4 separate regions of the Mus musculus genome follow, and all the other regions are linked to region 1. The links are chromatin contacts, called in public HiChIP or PLAC-seq and promoter capture Hi-C maps. All regions are on one chromosome and are shown on one strand. Each heading gives the region's core, a stretch centred on a gene start, on an enhancer-like site or on the middle of the called end of the contact. The rest is flanking DNA. Distances are from core to core; before and after follow the strand shown. Region 1 holds the start of Sox9 (SRY (sex determining region Y)-box 9). Region 2 overlaps Gm39461 (a long non-coding RNA gene). Region 3 has its middle 82 kb from the start of Gm39461. Region 4 has its middle 33 kb from the start of Gm39461.

The links. Promoter capture Hi-C pulls out the DNA fragments that hold promoters and counts their contacts. HiChIP or PLAC-seq counts read pairs in DNA pulled down with a chosen protein or histone mark.
Region 2: a FOXA1 HiChIP or PLAC-seq map of pancreatic cancer cells shows a contact between it and region 1. The contact joins the enhancer-like site here to the promoter of Sox9 in region 1. A contact is called at or near these places in 9 of 39 promoter capture datasets (the 3T3-L1 cell line, embryonic stem cells, frontonasal cranial neural crest and 6 more), 1 of 484 Hi-C or Micro-C datasets (embryonic stem cells), 12 of 115 datasets of contacts at active chromatin or transcription factors (craniofacial prominence, embryonic basal ganglia, embryonic forebrain and 9 more) and 3 of 9 other capture datasets (embryonic stem cells, liver and pancreatic islet).
Region 3: a contact with region 1 is called in a promoter capture Hi-C map of second pharyngeal arch cranial neural crest, with 15 times the contacts expected there. The contact joins the enhancer-like site here to the promoter of Sox9 in region 1. A contact is called at or near these places in 6 of 39 promoter capture datasets (the 3T3-L1 cell line, frontonasal cranial neural crest, hippocampal neurons and 2 more), 3 of 484 Hi-C or Micro-C datasets (cerebral cortex and cortical neurons) and 6 of 115 datasets of contacts at active chromatin or transcription factors (craniofacial prominence, embryonic basal ganglia, embryonic forebrain and 3 more).
Region 4: a contact with region 1 is called in an H3K4me3 HiChIP or PLAC-seq map of embryonic limb bud, with 8 times the contacts expected there. The contact joins the enhancer-like site here to the promoter of Sox9 in region 1. A contact is called at or near these places in 13 of 39 promoter capture datasets (the 3T3-L1 cell line, the C10 cell line, cranial neural crest and 8 more), 3 of 484 Hi-C or Micro-C datasets (cortical neurons, myocytes and nephron progenitors), 9 of 115 datasets of contacts at active chromatin or transcription factors (astrocytes, craniofacial prominence, embryonic basal ganglia and 6 more) and 1 of 9 other capture datasets (embryonic stem cells).

Annotation. Positions count from the first base shown.
Region 1 is chr11:112,778,719-112,784,027 of GRCm38.p6, reverse strand. Sox9 (SRY (sex determining region Y)-box 9) reads right to left here and starts at 1,818. Exons shown (of 3, transcript NM_011448.4): 1 at 1,013-1,818; 2 at 1-219. The coding sequence starts at 1,443. RefSeq lists a promoter at 1,489-1,996, a cis regulatory region at 2,198-2,212 and an enhancer at 2,989-3,777.
Region 2 is chr11:112,170,976-112,175,503 of GRCm38.p6, reverse strand. Gm39461 (a long non-coding RNA gene) reads right to left here. Exons shown (of 3, transcript XR_880297.2): 2 at 2,566-2,757; 3 at 563-740. Among named protein-coding and RNA genes, the nearest start is that of Gm39461, 16 kb to the right of the region's middle. Within about 2 kb of position 1,638, at least 25 of the 459 cell types and tissues checked have an H3K27ac peak or open chromatin away from gene starts, as enhancers often do. A contact at or near this core is called in pancreatic cancer cells, where this site is marked.
Region 3 is chr11:112,237,543-112,242,123 of GRCm38.p6, reverse strand. No RefSeq gene overlaps it. Among named protein-coding and RNA genes, the nearest start is that of Gm39461, 82 kb to the right of the region's middle. Within about 2 kb of position 2,678, at least 11 of the 459 cell types and tissues checked have an H3K27ac peak or open chromatin away from gene starts, as enhancers often do. A contact at or near this core is called in embryonic limb bud and second pharyngeal arch cranial neural crest, where this site is marked.
Region 4 is chr11:112,121,623-112,126,776 of GRCm38.p6, reverse strand. No RefSeq gene overlaps it. Among named protein-coding and RNA genes, the nearest start is that of Gm39461, 33 kb to the left of the region's middle. Within about 2 kb of position 1,341, at least 3 of the 459 cell types and tissues checked have an H3K27ac peak or open chromatin away from gene starts, as enhancers often do. A contact at or near this core is called in embryonic limb bud, where this site is marked.

The DNA of each region.
Region 1 (5,309 bases), core at 569-3,068:
CCGGAGGAGGAATGTGGGGAGTCGGCTTGCAGCGCCTTGAAGATAGCATTAGGAGAGATGTGAGTCTGTTCCGTGGCCTCTTCGGCCTCCGCTTGTCCGTTCTTCACCGACTTCCTCCGCCGGGGCTGGTACTTGTAATCGGGGTGGTCTTTCTTGTGCTGCACGCGCAGCCGCTCCGCCTCCTCCACGAAGGGTCTCTTCTCGCTCTCGTTCAGCAGCCTGGGGGGGGGGGGCAGAAGAAAAGAGGGAGGGGGTCAATGAAACCCCGGGAGCTGTCAGGTCCCCACCCCTCCTTCGCGCACTACCCCCTCCCTCCAGTCTGCTTTCCATCCCTCTCTGAGACTCAGAACTTTTTTTTTCCTTTCTTTTTCTTTTTAAAAAAGTGCTCAGAGTCGACCTGAGCGGTCACTCTTCGCCCCGCCCCCTCCCCTGGCCTCCTATTTTGGAAACCCTGAAGATGGAAATAGCTCCCTGCTGAGGCTGCTCTAAACGCCTTTGCTACCGGAGCGGTCCACCCCTCCCAACACGCAGTAAAAACTTTCCGAAAACCCATTTAAATTGCAAGAAGCTCGCTCTGTTGATCCATGCCCCTGCCGGTTCTCAGTAGCTTTGCCCAATTCTTGCCTGGGTCTCCTCTAGTCTCAGTTACACTTTCCCTTCACTCCATCTCCCCAGGAATGAGCGCAGTTGGCCTAAGGAAGGTGGGCTTGCTTCCTCTAATTGTTCCTTTCCAGAGGGACCAGGCTGGCACACCCCCTCACTCCTTTCTACCTTCCTAAAAGCAGTCATATTCACGCCCCCATTCCCCCCCCCCCCGCCATAACCAAGAGCAATCCCAAGAACTTTCTCAAAATCTGAGCCACTCCCTCCCCCCGCCCCCGGCCGCCCTGCATCCTGGACCAAAGACCCCAGGATGCACAACTCCGCGGCTCAGGGAGGCGGGGCGGGGTCGGTGAGTGCAGCCCGCGTCCCCCCTAGCCACCGAGCCCTCCCTGGCGGCCCGCGCGCTCACCTCCAGAGCTTGCCCAGAGTCTTGCTGAGCTCCGCGTTGTGCAGATGCGGGTACTGGTCTGCCAGCTTCCTGCGCGCAGCCTGCGCCCACACCATGAAGGCGTTCATGGGTCGCTTGACGTGTGGCTTGTTCTTGCTGGAGCCGTTGACGCGCACGGGCATGGGCACCAGCGTCCAGTCGTAGCCCTTCAGCACCTGGCTGACCGCCTCGCGGATGCACACGGGGAACTTATCTTCCTCGCTCTCCTTCTTCAGATCCGGCTCGCCCTTGGGGAAGGTGTTCTCCTGGGGCCGGGTGTTCTCCGTGTCCGAGCCGGAGCCCGAGGGACAGGGCGAACCAGCCGAGTCCTCCGACATGGTGGGGCTGGGGGCGCCAGACAGGCCCTTCTCCTGCTCGTCGGTCATCTTCATGAAGGGGTCCAGGAGATTCATACGCGAGCCCGGGGCAGGGGGCGGGTGGCCGGGAAAGGCGAGAAGCCGCGGCGGCTGGGGCTCCTCTTCCCTCAGCTGCCCGGACGCGGACGCCGAGCGAACGGCTCCCGGGGAGGTTGGCGCGTCACCGGGCTGCGGCGGCGGGCACTTAGCAGAGGCGCTGGGTGGCGGGTCTCAGCTGCCGGCTCTAAACCCGGGGAAGGCGAGTCGGAGCGGAGGAGGAGGGAGGGAAAACAGAGAACGAAACCGGGGCCACTTGCACCTCGTCTCTCTTGCAAAGAAAAGTTCCTGGACTGAAACTGGTAAAGTTGTCGCTCCCACAGAAGTTTCCAGGCAGTTCCGAGCAGCGCTCTCGGCTCTCCGACTTCCAGCTCAGGGTCTCTAATAAATACTCCTCCTTCACGTTAGATACCTCGGGCCAATCACGGCTAGCTCTTGAGTCATCAGTGTTGGCAAGTCGCTGATTGGACCGGATTTTGGAAGGGGGGCTGGGGAGGATTGTGGCTCCGGGTTGGGTGACGAGACAGGAGGGGAGGAGAAGGGAGGGGAGCTCAGCCAGAGGGTGGATGGTGGGGTGAGGGGACTTGGAGGGGGGCGCGGGGCAAGCGGGGGACCCGGGACGTCCGAGTGTGTAAGTTTGCTCTCTACTCTCGGAATGTCACAGTTTTGGAACGGTCTCCGTGTGAACCGATGTGTGTGTGTGTGTGTGTGTGTGTGTGTGTGTGTGTATGTGTGTGTGTGTGTGTGTGTGTGCGCGTGCACGCGAGCGTGTCTAGACTAGGACCCTCCACAACCCCCCACCCCCACTTTTCGATGCTGTCTCCGTGGTACCCGGGACTTCGCTGGCGTTTACAGCAATGGAAATTGCAACAGCTGCTCGTCAAAGCGGAGCTGGGCTTCTGCGCCTGGAGTCTGCCGGCTTCCAAAAAAAGTGCTTAGAAATGGTCTTTTGGAAGCAAATGTTTGGGTGACTCAACGCCCGCTGTTCTCTGTAATAATCCATATAAATAGATTAACGCGCTCTGGTTCAACGAAGCTGGTGTGGTGACTGGAGCTTCTGCTGCGCTCCCGCAGTGGGGAATCAATGAAAACCAAAGCCGAGCACCAGGCAAAGGCTGGCGGCAGGGACCGCGCAGTCCCCGGCTCTTGCGGCCGGTCCCGTGGGCCACGCCGACCTTGAACTGACAAGTCCTTTCCCGGCCCCTCCAGTACTCTGACGCCCCTCGTAGTCAGGATTATTACTTTAGAGTTCTGCTTCTTGCCTCCTGACTGAGTCACAAACACCGTCAGGCTCGCCACTGGAGTTTGCAAAACTACTCCGGGGTTGAGGGCGAAGTTTGCAAAGGTGGCAGGGCCGGGCGGTGAGGCCGAGAAGGCCCTTGACTTGGACTGGAGACTCCAGACAAAACGGGCCACTTTGGCGGAGCCCTGTGGCTCCCTTGCTTGGGCCTTCCTTTTACCAGATACCTAAGAGGGCGAAGCTCTAGGCGTCTGGACTTTAGTTGCGTCCTCTTAGACCTGCACACAGGTGGGCGTTCTGGGGGAGGCCACTTAGGTGTCCGTTGCACTTTAAGAGTGCTTGGAGCCGAAGCTGCGTGTTTACTCAAACTCTTAGAGCAAGGTTGGCTAAGGGAGGAATTATCTTTTCTGGAACGAATAAAAATCTTAGTTGCCACCGGGCGACATGCCCTCGGAACCACAAACAAACTCACAACGGTGTAAAAAAAAAAAAAAGATAAACAATTTCATTTAAACATCCCCTTTCTGATTCTTGCAAAGCTTCGCTTTGAACTTACTAAATTATTGATAAAGCGAATCGGCCTGTATCATATCAAAGACAGGTTCCTCCCCTCTAATTTGCTAAGTGTGGACACTTAGACATAAACGAATCTTTTCTTTGGGATGCTTTTGAAAAGCTCGTTTTCCTCTCGTTTTCTTCCGAAGTGGGCATTTGTTATTTGGGGAAAGGAACTCGTGATAGCAGCAAGCTACAACTCTGTTCAGTCGAAGTTTCTTTTCAAACGAATGTTCCTAGCATTGCATGTCTCTACTACCCTGTAGCCTGTTTACGAGTTTAAGAGATTTACAAACAATAGCCATATATTCGTAGCTCCGATTATTCTCACAACGTGTAGGAAAATATATCTTTTTTTTTTTTTCCAGAGTAGGGGACCAGGTTTTGTTCGTGTAGACGCACTTCTATGTTCTGGGATGGAGGTATTTGAAGAGACCAGGGGCCACTGTCAGATGTATTAAAACAGCCAGTTGTAATTTGTTGTAATTATCACGTATTCTGGCACAAAGGCAACGAAAACGACAGTGGCCTTAGGGCATTTTGAAATATTTTATTAAGTATTTGTTCATGAATACATCCATTTATAAATATACCCTTAATACAAAATATGGAGAGATATAATGTGCTGCGACATTTTAAATCGTGAAACTTCTTACATATTTCTACGCCTCCACGAAAGTGTGTTTATATTCTTGATCTTTTCGGGGAGAAACTATTTTTAAAAAACAGTTGACATGAAAATTACACTGCAATTTTCAGCAACATCCAGAGGGGGCGCCAAAAGCCCAGAAACTGGTCTGGAACTTTGAGAAACTGCTGGAAAACTTTCCTTGAGGTGGACCAGCAGGGGCCCGGGTGGGGGAGGTGGCAGTAGCGTGTTGCTTGCGGTCAGTTCTGTTTCCAAGATGAGACTTATCTCTACAGGAATTCCTATTTTTATTCTTTCCTGTGCCGATACCACTGTGTTAGGGGGGACCTGGGAAGTGCTTGTCTACAGGGAATTGGGGTGGGAAAAGCACTGTAGATGCTCACTGTTCTCATTCACAAACAACCTGGAGAACGAGAGGAAGGGGGAATACTCTGCTCGTTCCCCAGGTGCCAAGAGTTATCAGGTGTGCCAAGATCAGGCCAAGTCTGTCCTTTAGGTACCATCAGTTTAAGAGTGGCTGGGCTGGCATTTCTTCCAGAACAGGTAAAGTCCACTCCCAAGCAGCCCTTCAGGGGATTAGTCCGCTGTGACTTGACTCAGTCACCCAGGACTCTCCTTCCTGACTTGATTCTGGAAGTCTTGCATTATTCTTCAGGCTTGAGGTAGGGAGGGGGTAAGCATCCCGAGTCCAGACTGTGTTTCGATTACGGACTGGGAATGTGAGTCTTGCTGCTCAGTGTTAGCTGTACCCTCCTGCCTAGAGGTGGATGGATGATCTGGGGTCTGCAGCCTCCTGGGTATGAGGGCTGGAAAGACTGAAGGCTAAGATGAAAGGGGCTTCCCAACACAGAGGCACTAGAGGATCCCAAGAGATGACCTTGGGAAGTCCTCATCTAGGATTCCTCCCACCTTTTCTCCCTCCAGCAATGCAGGGCCCAATTTTCCTGGTAGAGGCCTGTAGATCCTAGCAGTCCAAATGGGGACAGGGGTAGGTGTGGTGTGTGTGTGTGTGTGTGTGTGTGTGTGTGTGTGTTGAGAGGGCTCAGGAGTACTGCTAGACCTAGAGAGAATCCAGCTCTTGGTGGGCAGGAGGGAGGGTGTGAAGGCTCAGTCACTTGCATTTTCTCCACATGAAGAATTAAGGGAAAAAAAAAACAACCCTCCCTGCTCCAAAAATCCTTAGCAAAGTGGGGACCTCGTCTAAAGCCATTTCCAACACGGTCCCAACTTCTAAGAAATATTAGTTTGGTGTGGTGCGTGCTGACAGTTGTACCCCGCAGTAAGACACCAACCCCGGGTTACATTCAACAGTGTGATCCATGAAAGGGCTACCTCATTTTGTCATACAGTTCCCTGACTCGGTCCACGTGAAGCAATCTCACAGGATTTATGCTTCAAGCTGGACACGAGGTCCCCGTGCAC
Region 2 (4,528 bases), core at 389-2,888, 610 kb after region 1:
GGACCCAGGCACAGCGGAGCTGGTGAAGCCATTGGCTGCACCTAACTGTTGGGGGCCCCTTTGACTGATGACCAGGGGATGTTCTTCTTCGAGGGAGGTCCGCCCAGCAAGAGGCTCCATTGGTGCATGCGGCTGCCATGTGTAGCCATGATTCACTTCACTGACTATCAAAGCTTTCTACAACTTTGCTTGCTGACTTTTGACCAGAAGTTCCCTTTCAACACAAGGAAAACCTGCCTAGAGAGAGACAGAGGGAAAGCCCACTGCAGGGAAATAAATGGTAGCCGTATTCCTGGCGGTCTACGTTTTATGGTCCGAGGCGCTCCGGCTTGAGTCTGCCCCGTGGTGCTGCCTGGTGTGGGTGTGTTTGGTGACATTTTATGGAGCATGGTTTATAATCAGCATGGATTATTGTAACAACAACAAGTGGGAGGGATATTCAATAAAACCTTGTTGGATAGCAAATGCCCTACACAAAAACACTGTTTTAGAGGCCCAGGACCCAAGCGGTGTGTTTATAAAGGCACCTTCGGAAATGTTCTTTCACAGAAACCTATTTTTTTTGAAACAGATTTTTAAAAGAAGGTGTGGGATCTGCAAGACATTGGTCCCCATCTGTTTTCTACCCCCCCTGACCTTGGTTGTTTGACTACGTGGTCATGACCCCTTAGTGAGTAGGGTAGACGGTCTGGGGAAGACGGTTAGTGGAAGCTTCGGCATCGGCGTTTGCTCTTCCCTTCCTGGAAGAAGAAGAAGAAGAAGAAGAAAGAAGTCAGATTTCTCTTCTTAAAAAAAAAAAAATGTTATAAAAGAGAAGCACAAACAGAAAACGAGCCAAATTGCTAAAGGGGATCAAGAATTGAAATACAGCCTCCAAAGTTGCATGTACAGAAAGAAACCCTAAAACGTTCCCAAACCCCAACCTGGAGCGTTGATCTGCCTGAATTTCTTTAGTCTCAGGCCAGTTTCAACCATTAGACGACTTACAATTATAAAGTTGGCAGTGGCTACAGCCCATGGTGGCTGGAGGGGATTCACTTTGTAAATTCAGTTCCTTGGGTAGGTGGTATTGGCAAGATCATCCTGTTCCCCCGCTGCCAACCCCGAAGACGCAGAATGCCTTTCCTGGATCGAAGTCCAGCAAGGCATGCTGGGAAGGGAATGAGTCTGGACTGAGGATGAGGTGGAAAGACCAAAAAAGGTGAAGATGGGAAGGTTACGGGGAGGAGGCAGAGGGATGGAGGACACGAACAGTAACTGAACAAAGAAAAGAATGTGATTTGAGGTGCAGAGAGAATGCCTATAGGAAGATAGACTGATAGGTAAGAAAGAGATAGGTAGATAGGTAAGGAACAGATCTTGAGGAAATAGATAAAACAATTATAAACATCTTCTTCTGAAATCTTCATTTTTGAGGTCACAAATTTTCTTGATATTTTGGAATATCAGCCTCGTATCTTCTCGTTCCACGGACCAAGCCCTGCTCACCATAGACAGGATGGTTCGCCTTGTGCTTGCCAATGTGCATCGCTCCACGGTGGTAACTCTGCCTTTCTTCCAGTGCAGTGATAGATGAGTCACAGAAACGGCTTTTTCCATGAACTGCCATCCAGTCCCCTACCAGCCAGTGGCTCTAATCTCTGCCGAATGTGCAAGTGTTTATTTTTCCAAGCCTGGTACCTTCTATGAGTCACAGGGCTCAGATGCCACTTAGTAATGGGCCCTTGTAGAAGTCAAGAATGTGACACACGGTGAGGCACACAGCTTAACAATCACAAACAACAGCACGGTTAATGGGGGGTGAAACTTCGGTGACATGTGTCACACCAAAGAGCCGACTCCTTGGGCTCCCGGTGTCAACAGATGAAGGGTCTCGGTATTGGGTAATAATGATAAAATATTGCCATCTGTTGGCATCCTGTGTAAGCAGACTCTCACATGCACACCATTGATGACTTTCCAGGCTGCCAAGGGAGAGGGTGTATGGAAAATACTGAGTAAAAAAAATCAGAACATGGAAGGTTGAATCTCTAAGAGAAAAAATACAGCCTTCTAGATATTCAAAAGAGAGCCGAGAACATCACAGTGACACACTCACTTACCGCCCATCCCAGGCAGGAAGGATAGGAGCTAAGCCCACTAACAGTAGCTGACCTTTAACTCAATGAATCAGAGGATTTGGACTTCTGGTGGGTTGTGTCATTAAATAGTACTAGGAACGAGAGTCCTTGGAATGGGCTCAGAGAGTTTTCTATCATGTCTGATCTTTAGATCTTTACTACAAGAGTAATAGGTACGGATGTTAAGTTGTGTGTGAAGATTATGCACAGTTCAGGCAAAAATGGTAAGCCAGAATAATCTAAATTATCTCCTAGTATAACTATCCACACATTCTGAGGACAATAGAATAAATTAGTATTTCTTATTTAACATTTTATTGATTCTTTGTGAATTACATATCATGCACCCCAATTCTACTCATCTCCCCACCCCCTTGTAGCCACCCCTATTCTTGCAACCTCCCCACCAAAAGAAAAAAAAATCCCCTTGTGTCCCACACTATACCCTTTTGTCCACACATCTGTACTTGTGAATGTTCATTGCAATGAATGAGTCACTTGTCTGGTTCAAGGCCACTACACCATCAGTACTGGATCTTCACAGGGACTCCTCTCTGGTCTTCTGTTGTTCCCCTGTGCCATGATGATCTCTCCTCTTTGGATCTGTAGGACCTGCCTCTTCATGTGTTCCAGTAGTCTATTCATGGGGCAAACAATAATTATAGTCATTCAGATGCCCAGAGAGGATTTATTAGGCCTGATAATCTAGACATTGCCTATAATGCCCATTCATGAACAGCACTATATAGTATTTTAGGACAAAAATTCTATAAAACCAAAACCCCAAAACCAACCAACCTAACAAACAAACAAACAAGAAGCTGGGATCTTGGGGCTGGGGAGAACAGCCCTTGAGTTAAGAGTGCCCCCTGTTCTTCAGAGTCCCTGGATCTGGTTTATTGTGCCAGTAACTGGCAGCTCCTCTTCTCTTATAACTCCAGTTCTGAGGGATTCAACGATCTTCTCTATCCTCTATAGGATCTGACATACACATTGTATAGACTCACACAGAGATGCATGCATACATACAGATAACAATCCATCTCAAAACCCTTTAAGATTTATAGGTATTTGTAGTGTCCATAAACAATATATAAAAAACAGAACAACTTTAAACCTTTCTGAATCTCATTAATTATTTCCTTCCATATGCAGCTGTTAAGCTTTCTGTTCATACTTATCTTGAAAGATCACAAAAACGTAAGAAGAAATAGGCAAGTCCAAATTATGGAACCATTAAATATTGAAGAGCCAAAGCAGGTGGCAAACACAGAAATTACTCATGATGATAAAATAAGGGTTTGATTACATAAATACATGTCACTTTCCCCCCTTGAAATTCTTACTTTTAGGGTCATAGAAACTCAACCTCAGATTTGCCTATCTTTCTTTTGCTGATCTTAAAAGGCAATAATGCATACACATGGATGGCTGTACCAGACTACAGGGAATATTTTCAGTGTAGTGTATATAGTGATACAGTATGATGTATGCCGTTATAATGTTATTGATAACATCCATCCTGCATTATCATACACTGTTACTGTCTCTTATTTTCCCTTTTCCTCTCCCTTTTTGTTTTCCATTCACCCTCCAAGCCACCCCCTTTGGCTTTTGGATCCTAGTGTTTTCTTTTCTAGTTATCAAAAATGAGAGAAAACATGAGACTTAGCTTTTTCACCTGACACAGTTGTCTCCAGTTCTGTCCAGTTTTATACAAGTGACTCATTCCATTCTCTATCTCTTCTTTAAATCACCGAGTAAAATGCTCAGCTTTACAGTCCTGGCTGATACTACATCATTTGACTAAGGTAGTCTGAATGTGGTGCTTGTCAAGTTTGTCATGTGAACCCTGACTCCTGCATGGATGAGTTCAGTAGGCTCTGCTTTCTGGAGAAATACCACAGCTCATATTCTTGTGTCAAAGCAAAAATGGAGTGGCGACTGGACAGATGTCTCAGTGGATAAAAGTTCTTGCCACACAACCTGGCAACCCGAGTTCATCTTAAAAACCTGGGTGATGGAGGATCCAACTTCACAAAGGTATATCTGATTATAGTAGCATTTTGGTTCATCTCACAAGCCCTGCTTCTCTCTCGCGTGCACGCTTACACACACACTAAATGATTATGAATGTTAAGAAAAATGGAGAGACTATCAAAGAAACTAGAGCAAGTAGATCAGCTATCCAGAACCAGCAGTCTCTTAAACTTCACATAGATTCCTAAACCCACAGGCCTTAACTCTTATCTGGACAATTTACCATTAGAAAGTTCATCTCATTGTTCATCACTGCAGTTGGGCATCACCATTCAAGAATCCAGTTTAAGCAAGAGGCCTGTGCTGCAGAATTAAAACTACAGTTTCCCCACAGGCCCTTTCACAGATAGTGATGGTATTATGATGCA
Region 3 (4,581 bases), core at 1,429-3,928, 540 kb after region 1:
TTTGATTTAGTTTTGATCCTGTGGCTTCCTGCCTAACTCTGTGTCTTATCTGTTCAGTTCTGAGCTCTCCATGGAATTCTCTCACACTCTGTTGCAAGAAAGTGTGTGATACAACTGTCATCGTTTAATTATGAAAACAGTCACTCCAATAAACGCCATTTGTCCATTAAAAAATATGTTAACTCTTCTGGTAAATATAGTTTGTGTTTCTGCATGTTCCTTATGTACATATGGTTGATTAGAACAACATTTAAGCTCTCTAACCCCATTGGCTCTCAGTCTTGCAATGACGTAGTCCTATTTAATTATCTTTTACTGGGGAAAATACACAGCTTACACTTGTTTTGTTTAAACATCTTTTCACAACAAATTTCATTTATAGGTTGGGGTAATCCTTTATGAGGTTTGGGTAGCAAAGGTAATTTCTATGTCCTGTGTTATTCAAGATATGGCCACTAAGCTTACAATCATATGCTGTCCCTATAATGGATATCCCTGATTCACAAAACACATATACTTTGCATCGTTTCCATAAAGGATGAGATGAGTTACTATGACTAGACAGTCTTACTCCTTACTCACCATGTGTAATTACAATCAAGAGGATGCTGATTGAGCAGGATTGGAGGTGGGACATGATCATTGAATGGAATGAATTATGCCGCACTACAAAGAAATGCCTCAGCTGGAGAGATGGCTCAGCAGTTAAGAACACCGACTGCTCTTCCAGATGTCCTGAGTTCAATTCCCAGTAACCACATGGTGGCACACAACCATCTGTATGGGATCTGACGCCCTCTTCCGGTGTGTCTGAAGACAGAGACAGTGTACTCATATACATAAAATAAAGAAATAAAACTTTTAAAAAAAATCAACAACAAAAAAAATGCTGCCAAAACCTACAACCTTTATAAAACCTGATACTTGGCTGTTATTTTTCAAAGAATAATAGATCTTTCCACGTTGGCTTATAATATTGATTATCTTGTTATTGTTTTCAGTAACACACGGGAAGGAGAAAATGGTAACTGACACAGTGCAGAAATCAAAGATGTCCAAAAGATAAAGATGGAGAGAGCCTGGGGAGATGGCTTAGTGGATAATGTGCTTGTTGCAGATGCAGTAGAACCTAGGTTTGGATACCAGCACCCCTCTGGAAAAATTAGGGCATATCAGTGTGCACATGGAGAGAGGCAGCAGGACTACTGGGCTAACTTCTCTGCCAGTGTGCCAAAAGAGTGATCTTCAAGTTCAGTAAAATAGCTTGTCTCAGAAAGTAAGTTGGAGTATATTGATGAACATCTGGCCTTTCCCATGCACATATACGAACACAGCACACACACACACACACACACACACACACACACACACACACACATAGAGGGGGTAGAGAAATGGAAAACAGCAAGGGCTGTTCAATCTGATAGAATTCAATCTGATAGAAATGAGTGGGGAAACTTGCTTGGAATAGTATTTATTTCTTCTTTCTCTTATTATCTTGGTGGGTTTTGTAAATTGTCATGGGCCAGCCATAGCAACTGACAACACAACTTTAAGCAATTGTCCTAGCTTTGTAAAGAATGAAGCTGCATAACGCTTCTATAAAGAGTTTGTGTTGTCAGGCAAACCATATAAAGCATTGATGCCTAGGCATTTCCAAGCCTTTCTCAATGATCTGGACCTGCATGGGTGGGTATTCATGAGCAAAGCACAATTCTAGAGAAGACACTGTGCCAAAGTTAACTCAAAAGCTTAATATTTTCTCTTCCTTGACAAGTTATTCTTTAGAATGAAGTATAATTTAAAAGACAAAACTCTGTTAAGAGTGCCCAACATACTATGTATACATGAATTTCCATTAGGATACATTGGCCAAATTTCTCACTGAGGCTCCTGAATGACAATTTATTACTAGGACAACAAGGTACTGGGGTGCTGATATCATTGTCATGATCATTAGTAGAGTAAAAGTCATGACAAGATGTGCATGACATGAGTATCATCCATTGCAGCCACCAACAGTCCTTAACATAGCTAGCTACAATATGGCTCTTGTCAGCATCTCTCAAGAACACACAGAACAAGCGTCTACTTCTTGGTTTGTCAGGCCAGATTTATGGTGAAGCCTTCCCATTTTTCTTTCCTCCAAAACAGCAAGGGCATTGCAGTCTCCAAATGACACTTCCTCCCAAGAGCGTCACTCCTGTGCTCGAAGGTGTTTAGAAAATCCTTCCTACCTTCCACTCCTGTGCCCCTTACTGGCTTCTGTGTATCAGAGCCCTTGGTCCTGAACTCACTTGGAGTGAGAGAAAGGATCCTTTTGCCCTTGAGCAGAAGAGAGCTTTCTCTCCCTGCCTCCTGCCCTCTGCCCAGGCCTTGAAGCATTCCATCTGCCTATGTCTGTTGAGGAGGCACCCGGCCTCTGGGGCTGAACCAGTGGGGTCAAATAATGTTCTCACCAGTTAGCATAATTAACTCCAACCACCCGTCTGTTGCAAAGTCTGGCGCAGCCAACACAAGCAAGAGGAGGCCAAGAAGAAATTTCTCCTCATTATTAAACCTAAATCTAAGCACTTGTCTGTCTGTAAAAACAGAGCAACCGAGGAAAACTGAAACCAGTGCACGGGGTCTGAGGTTTCAATAAATGTCAGGGAGCGTCAAGTCTGTTTGGATTGCAAATTATTGCTGGCTGACGGTCTCACTGTTTTACAGCTGAAGATTGCTGTCATGGGGGGTAGGAGAGAGCTGAGGGAGAGCCTCTCGCATCACGGCCAGAGGGAAACAGAAGTTACCAGATACTATAACAATCATAAAACATTACAAGAGGGATGTTGGCTTTTGCTAAATTTAGTCTTTCCTTAATGCACGTCCCCAGGAAACAACAGTCCACGGCGCTTGGCCCCGCCCCCTCGGGTGGATGAGGTGTTAGGTTTACCAGTGATGGAGAGCACAAATCTCCACTTTATCCTTTCTGAACTTTACTCCCCCCCTCCCCTTTGTCGAGCCACTTGGAACATCTGAGAGCGATAAAGAGGCCTAAATGTTTCAAGGTGCACTAATACCTTACTACATATCCTAGAGAAACACACACCAATAATTCGTGTCGTGGTTAAAGCTATTTCTCAAATGGATTAAATGAGTGAGCGATTACTGACTAAAACAAGTGTCAGGCGAGAGCTTTTCAATCTGCCCAGGGACATACGCTATTCGACTTTTTATTGCTGCATACTTCAGAGTTTCGAGAGGATGTGTGGTTTCTGGGGCTTCCATCGAAGTTCACCCACGTTTCTATTTGTTTCTTACAGCCAGAGTATTAAAGAGCTCCCATGTGCCAAGTACTGTGTCAGGTGCATTGAAAACTAAAAGAACGAAGGCCTCCATTCTCCCTAACAGTCAAATGAAATTGTTTTAACCAAGTCTTTTAGTTTCTAGTAACTAAAAAGAAAATTTACCTGAAAGCCAAGTAGAGAAAAATCATTTTAAGGTAGAATGGTATTCATTGACCCAAGAGTGAAAACACAGCAGGGCTCATAAAAAGACCTAATAGTTGGCCTCAGGATACTATGGACAATAGAATTATTTTCTTAAAATCTCTACTCACACACGTTCTCCACCCTGGGTCTCTTAAAGATATGCTCTAACTATTGTTTTTTTTTTTCAGCTTGCTAGAATTTCTGGCTCTTTCCATGTAAAATTAAAAACATTTTGTCAAGCAAGAATCCCATTTCTATTCCCAGCTGTGGTAACTTCTGTCTTGGAACTTATTGATAAGAGAATTGGATTACTTCAATCTGGGTCAGGTGTACCTCCTCATCAGATTATAGGAGTCAGAATCTGAGAAAGGAGGTTTACATTCAAGCTGTCCAAGTCTGGAGCCTATTGATCATGTTCCTGTGTTAACACATGTGTTTTTTAAAGTAGCACCAGAGCGAGTTTACAGCCTTTGGATCTTATATAACTGTTGAGTGAGATCTTCAAGAAAGATGGAATTAGCATGCTAGTTAGTGCCCGTGGGAAATGTCTAAGGAGAAAAAAAATGTTAATTATGGTTTCTGCTCCCTGCTGCTGGATTTGTGAGGTCACTTGATAATAGCATGAAGGCACTTTATAATTTGATTTTCCGGAACGGTCTAAGTGTATGTACTAAGAGCACCCAGATATTGACTGCTACTTCTGTGGCGTTCAAGTTCATAGTGGCCCTTGACATAGAATGGGGTAGCAGTATCCGGATTATGGACCTATGAGTATTATATCTCCCTGTAGAAGAGCCCTCCTCACTGGGCAACACCATTGCCTAGGTAGATAGTCCTGGGTTAAGTAAGGAAGCTAGCGAAACATGAACCAGCCAGAAACCCAGCAAGCAGCATTCCTCTATGGTCTCTGCTTCATATTCCTGCACAAGTTCCTGTCTGGACTCCTCTCAGTAATGACTGTGACCTGGAAACTGAAAATCAACTCCTCTCCTCATCTTTGCTGCTTTGGGCCAGAGCATTTCAGACTCTTTTGTCATAGCATCTTGAATCAAACTGGAACTCCTCTGAGCAGTGCTAAGGTGAAGACCAAGTACTTAAAGCTATGGGT
Region 4 (5,154 bases), core at 92-2,591, 660 kb after region 1:
GCTATGTCTCTGCCTTAAATGACTCCTAAGCCCTTTAAGATTAAGTTATCTGTGTCCTCTCCTTTAGCCATCCAATGTACAAACAAGCTTAAAAAGTTGGATGTAGAATATGAAGAGATAGCCTAGTGGTTAAGGATGCACACTGGGCAAACATGAGGACATGAGTTCAAATCTTCAGTCCCCCACATTAAAAAGTGTCCTGTAGCTACACAAGCCCATTAACCTCAGCCTTGATAGACAGAGATGGCTAGAAGTCAGACACCTATTGGTCAGACAATCTAACCAAAATGTCAAACTTCAGATTTAGTGAGAGTCCTTGTATCGAGGGAGTAAGGCTGAGATCGATAAAGAAATACACCAGGTATTCTCTTTGAGGCTTCTGCATGTACACACACACAGGCACACATACCTGCATACAAATGCACACCCCCCCACTCTCTCTCACACACACACACACACACACACACACACACACACACACACACTTTTTAAAATGGTAGCCTGCAATCGTACTGCATTGTGATTACCAAAGTATCCTTAACTCCTTCTCACCATCTCACTTTGCCCACCCCTGCCCCCTAACACAAATGCACATTCAGCTGCCCAGAAGGTTCTCAGGAGCAGCTATGTCAGACTTAAATCATCTGACACCCACATAAACAGTTTTGTTCCATCTTTTATGAATTGGGCTTTAAGTCTTTACCTTGGTTTAGTGAGAAAAATAAAATAAAATCAGGCAACAGTCGTCATTCCATTTGTATATATTTGTATGAAGTCTGTAACCCGAAGATTAGCTCAGATCCAAGGAAATGTAACCACCAACCTCCAGCTAAACAGTTCCCAAAGACGCTTTTTCAGAACTAGCTTTTAAATACCCAAGGAGCTCAAGCTAACGGCAGAGATATTTGAAATATACACAAACATACAAGCCTTTTAGATAAACACATTTTCGGGGAGCTTTTGATGAACGTGATAAGTTACATTCTCTAAAACTACACACACTGTATTTTATTACTCTTTAGCAGACACTTATCAGCTGTAAATGTTGGGTGGTTTAGGCTAGGAATCAACCCTGAGGGAACCCGTGTGGGACTCTGGGACTCACAGTTCTATAGATCAACATAAACCCGAGACTCGATTTTATTTTCATTTATTAAAAAGGTCTGTCGTCCGCTTCTGCAATTTCAAATCCATTAGCTTCCTGCCCCTTTTAAGAAACAAAAAAGGAGGGCAACTGCAGATTTTATGGACTGATTGCTGATGGCTATGCTACTGCTATATTGGTTTTGAGTGGAGAGTCCATTACAGACACATTACCCATAAACCATGGTTCCAGCACAGCCTGTAGCTTCCATTCTGGCTGGGGAGTGAGTGGAAGGAGCCTGCTCAAAGAGAGGTTGGAGAGAGGGTCAGATCTCCTGGAAAGTAACACAGGCGAGGCACTGGTATAAATTACCAACTTTCTTTCTCTTTCCACGTAATTATGTCTCAAATGTGCAGCGGTTGGGTTTCCTAGCCAGCCACCAGATGAACTTGGAAATCATATCGACAGCAGATTAGACTGGGAGTTTTCAACCTTTCTCCCTGCCATGTATGCTCAGACAATATATTTGTCTATCGCAGAAGTCCTGGGATTCTTGCCACAGGTACTCATGGTTTTTTTTTCCCTAGTCTTCTGTATACTGTGCTTAAACCTTAAGCCCCAACAAAGGCATAAAATGTTTCTAGAGGCAACAAAGCAGATGAAAATACGGTTTCATATTTCTCCTCTGTAACTATAAATTTTCTGTTTCTGAAAATAAATAAATAAATATATTAAAAAGAGGTGACATGTGTCTAGTGTGATCACCTTTCTCATTCTATAAAATTCTGTTTATGAAAGGAAACACACGAATAAAGGCATACTCAGAATTACAATCCTGGCACATATATCGCAGTAAGGCCTTCTGAGGATCCCTGGTCCTCCTCCAATATGTCATGCTTGAGAGCTAGTAGGTAAACCGATGAGGCTGTTAAATGAAGATGCATATTCAAAAATCATTCTTAAAATGAAAAGGCACTTCCTTCCATTTATTAACACAAAACAGTGCTCACTTAAGCTCATTCTGAGAAATAATTGACCTTAATTTACACCATCCTTCTTGTTTTGCTACCTACATACTTTGCTCTGCTTCACTGGCAAATTTCTTCTTTCATTTGATGGTGCTTCCTCAAGATGTGGACAACCAAGATGATCCTGGTATCTTTTCCTATCTGGGTTTGGCCTTAGCAATACAATCAATCAGATATTACAGTTCAATTTTATTAAGCAATTATTCCAGTCTATCCATCCATCCATCCATCCATCCATCCATCTAATTTTGATGTCTCCTTAATAAAGACCAAAGTTTAAGCAAAGCTTTTCTTTACGTTAACTGCTCTTCTAATTTTGAGAAAATACTTGATCTTCATTCCTCCCCCGACTTCCTAACTTCCTAATTTACCAAAAGCTTTATAATTTGCTATGTGGGTCAAATGCCATGACCCATTTAAAAATATACTAGATGTTAATTTAAAAGCCCTGTGAGTTAATACAATCATGATCAATAGACAGAAACTATGCTGGATGCTAAAATGACTTCAAAGATGGATCATCACCCACTTCATTCTTGATCCACCTCGATGGGAGACTCCACTGTCAGGCTCCATCATCACAGAGCTTTCAATCATCAGTCAAGGGTGCCTTGCCAGTAGAATGAGGTACACGTGGGCAGGCCTGCTAACAGAATCTGTTAACAAAGATCTGCTGACCCTGTGATCTTTAAAGATGTTTTAAATTCCATCCCCTGATGACATTTAGCAGAGTGGTATCACCCCCTGATCTGAAACCACTGCGCTGCAATGAAATTATTCTGCCTTGCAGGTGATGGTCCTTTGAATGGATAAATTGGCCATTTGAAAATTCTGTAAAAGTGGCGTTCTTTATGCCTGTCCCTAATTTTAAAAATATGCTCTTCCCTGGTCATCCTTCGAGCTTATCAAGCAATAGCAATGACAGCAACAACAAAGCACTGCCTTTTTTTTTGGGGGGGGGGATGTTTTCTTCCAGGATGGAAAAGATGATAAGCTTTGGAGCCATCAGGCAGCACAAGCAAACCATGGAGAAGAGCAGTATGAGACGGAGCCAAGATGTTCAGAGTGGGAGTCCCAGGACAGTTACTGTCGGTCATCACATCTCCCATCATAAGACCACAGAACCAAGGTGGTGAAAATGAGGAGGCTGAGCTTCCCTTCTAAGCAAGGTAGACGAGAAACTGAAGAAGCGGTTGTCCTTCCCCACTTTTGTTTTTGTTTGTTTTGAGGGACTGCCTCTTGCGGCTGGTGTTTTCACAACTTAATCTGCAACCTGACCACTGCATAGCAGTTGATCTGTCTTCTCTAGGTGTCATAGGTTTTGTCAGGGCCAGCATCGACTCAGTGGCGATTATGCAGCTTTTGTCAACCTCTTCTCTCTTCTCACCGTTGTAAAATGAGAGTGGTGTGTGTGTGTGTGTGTGTGTGTGTGTGTGTGTGTGTGTGTGTGTGTGTGTGAGAGAGAGAGAAGTGTGTGTGTGAGAGAGAGAGAAGTGTGTGTGTGTGAGAGAGAGAAGTGTGTGTGTGTGTGAGAGAGAAGTGTGTGTGTGTGAGAGAGAGAGAGCGCACAGAGGGGGGAGAGGGGGAGAGGGAGAGAGAGGGAGAGGGAGGAAGAGAAAACACAAATCACATGACCATCTTGGTTTCCAAGCCTGCAATTAACATGACCATTCCCTTTGGAAATATGTTGAAAGCACTCCTTGGGAGAATCATTAGATGAAATTCTTTTAAAGTACTGTTATCAGCCTTGGATTGTTCCCACACTTCATGCACAGCCATAGAATCTCAAATTTGAAAAGGATGCTTCTTTTTAGTGTCCATGTTAGCTCAGCAGTCAAAGTGTGCCATGTGAATGATGTCACAGGAATGATTGAATGCCTCTCCAGGCAACCAAAGTATCAGGGAGTTTGAAATGGCCTTTCACACACACACACACACACACACACACACACACACACACACACACACATACACACACACACACACACACACACACACACACATACACACACACACCATTACTTTATTCTGTAGGTGAGGAACTGTATCTCTTGGGGTTTCATGATTTGCACACATTCACCCAGCAGATGATATACAGCCAGTGAGGCAACCTGCGTCTTTCTCGCCACACTCCTCATGAGCATCTTTTAATATGTAGCATCAAGCCATCCTCGGACAACTGCGGAGGAAGTGCAGTGCCCTTGGAGCTCACTAACACATTCACTATTAAATCCTGCAGTGGCATCACATAGGCCTTGTGATATTTTGTTTTGCCCATGATTAACAATGGGCTTGAATGGCATACAGCTCAATTTCACTCAACTAGAAAACAGCCCTGGTATGTGGACATAGTAGGGCAACAGGCATGTAAAATCCTTGATGATCTCCTTTAAGATATGGATTTTGTTGTTGTTGTTGTTGTTACATCTTCTTGTTTGTTTATTGTTTTTTCCTAAGGAATCGTGAATACATGTCCTTTATAGAAAGAGGGGGGAAAAACCTGTTGGGTAGGAGAGATTAAGATGTAAATGGGAGGGGAACAAGAGACCCTGAAAGGCATCCTGCTTCAACATCCTTTCTGGTTCCTTGGCAATGCTGCTGCTGCCACAGATTGCTTAGCACGTAATTAGCTTGGATCTTGGAAGCCCACGTTTGTAGATCTCACTTAGCACATTTCCTGTATATTACTAAACATTTCAAGCCGAGATGGAGGGAAAGCAGGAGAAAGTGATTTCCATTGGCAAGAAGTTTCATGTTTCTTCTGTTTTGGAGAACAAAAGAGGAGGAAAAAAAATTAGTAATTGGAAATTATGCCCTGGTTGCCCGATTCCTTTCTTAACTCTACTTCAAATAGAAAGTAATGATGTAAAGTGTTGCTCTACTTCTCACTCTGCAGTCCATCAGTTTGCAGTGGGCATGTTTTCTTATTTTTATTTTATTTTTTTTAAATAGCCACGTATTAAAAGTGAGCCAGTCTTTGCCAGCTTTGGATAAAAGGCTATTTATTTTCAACCAATTTGATAGCTGCAGTTTTCAGTAATT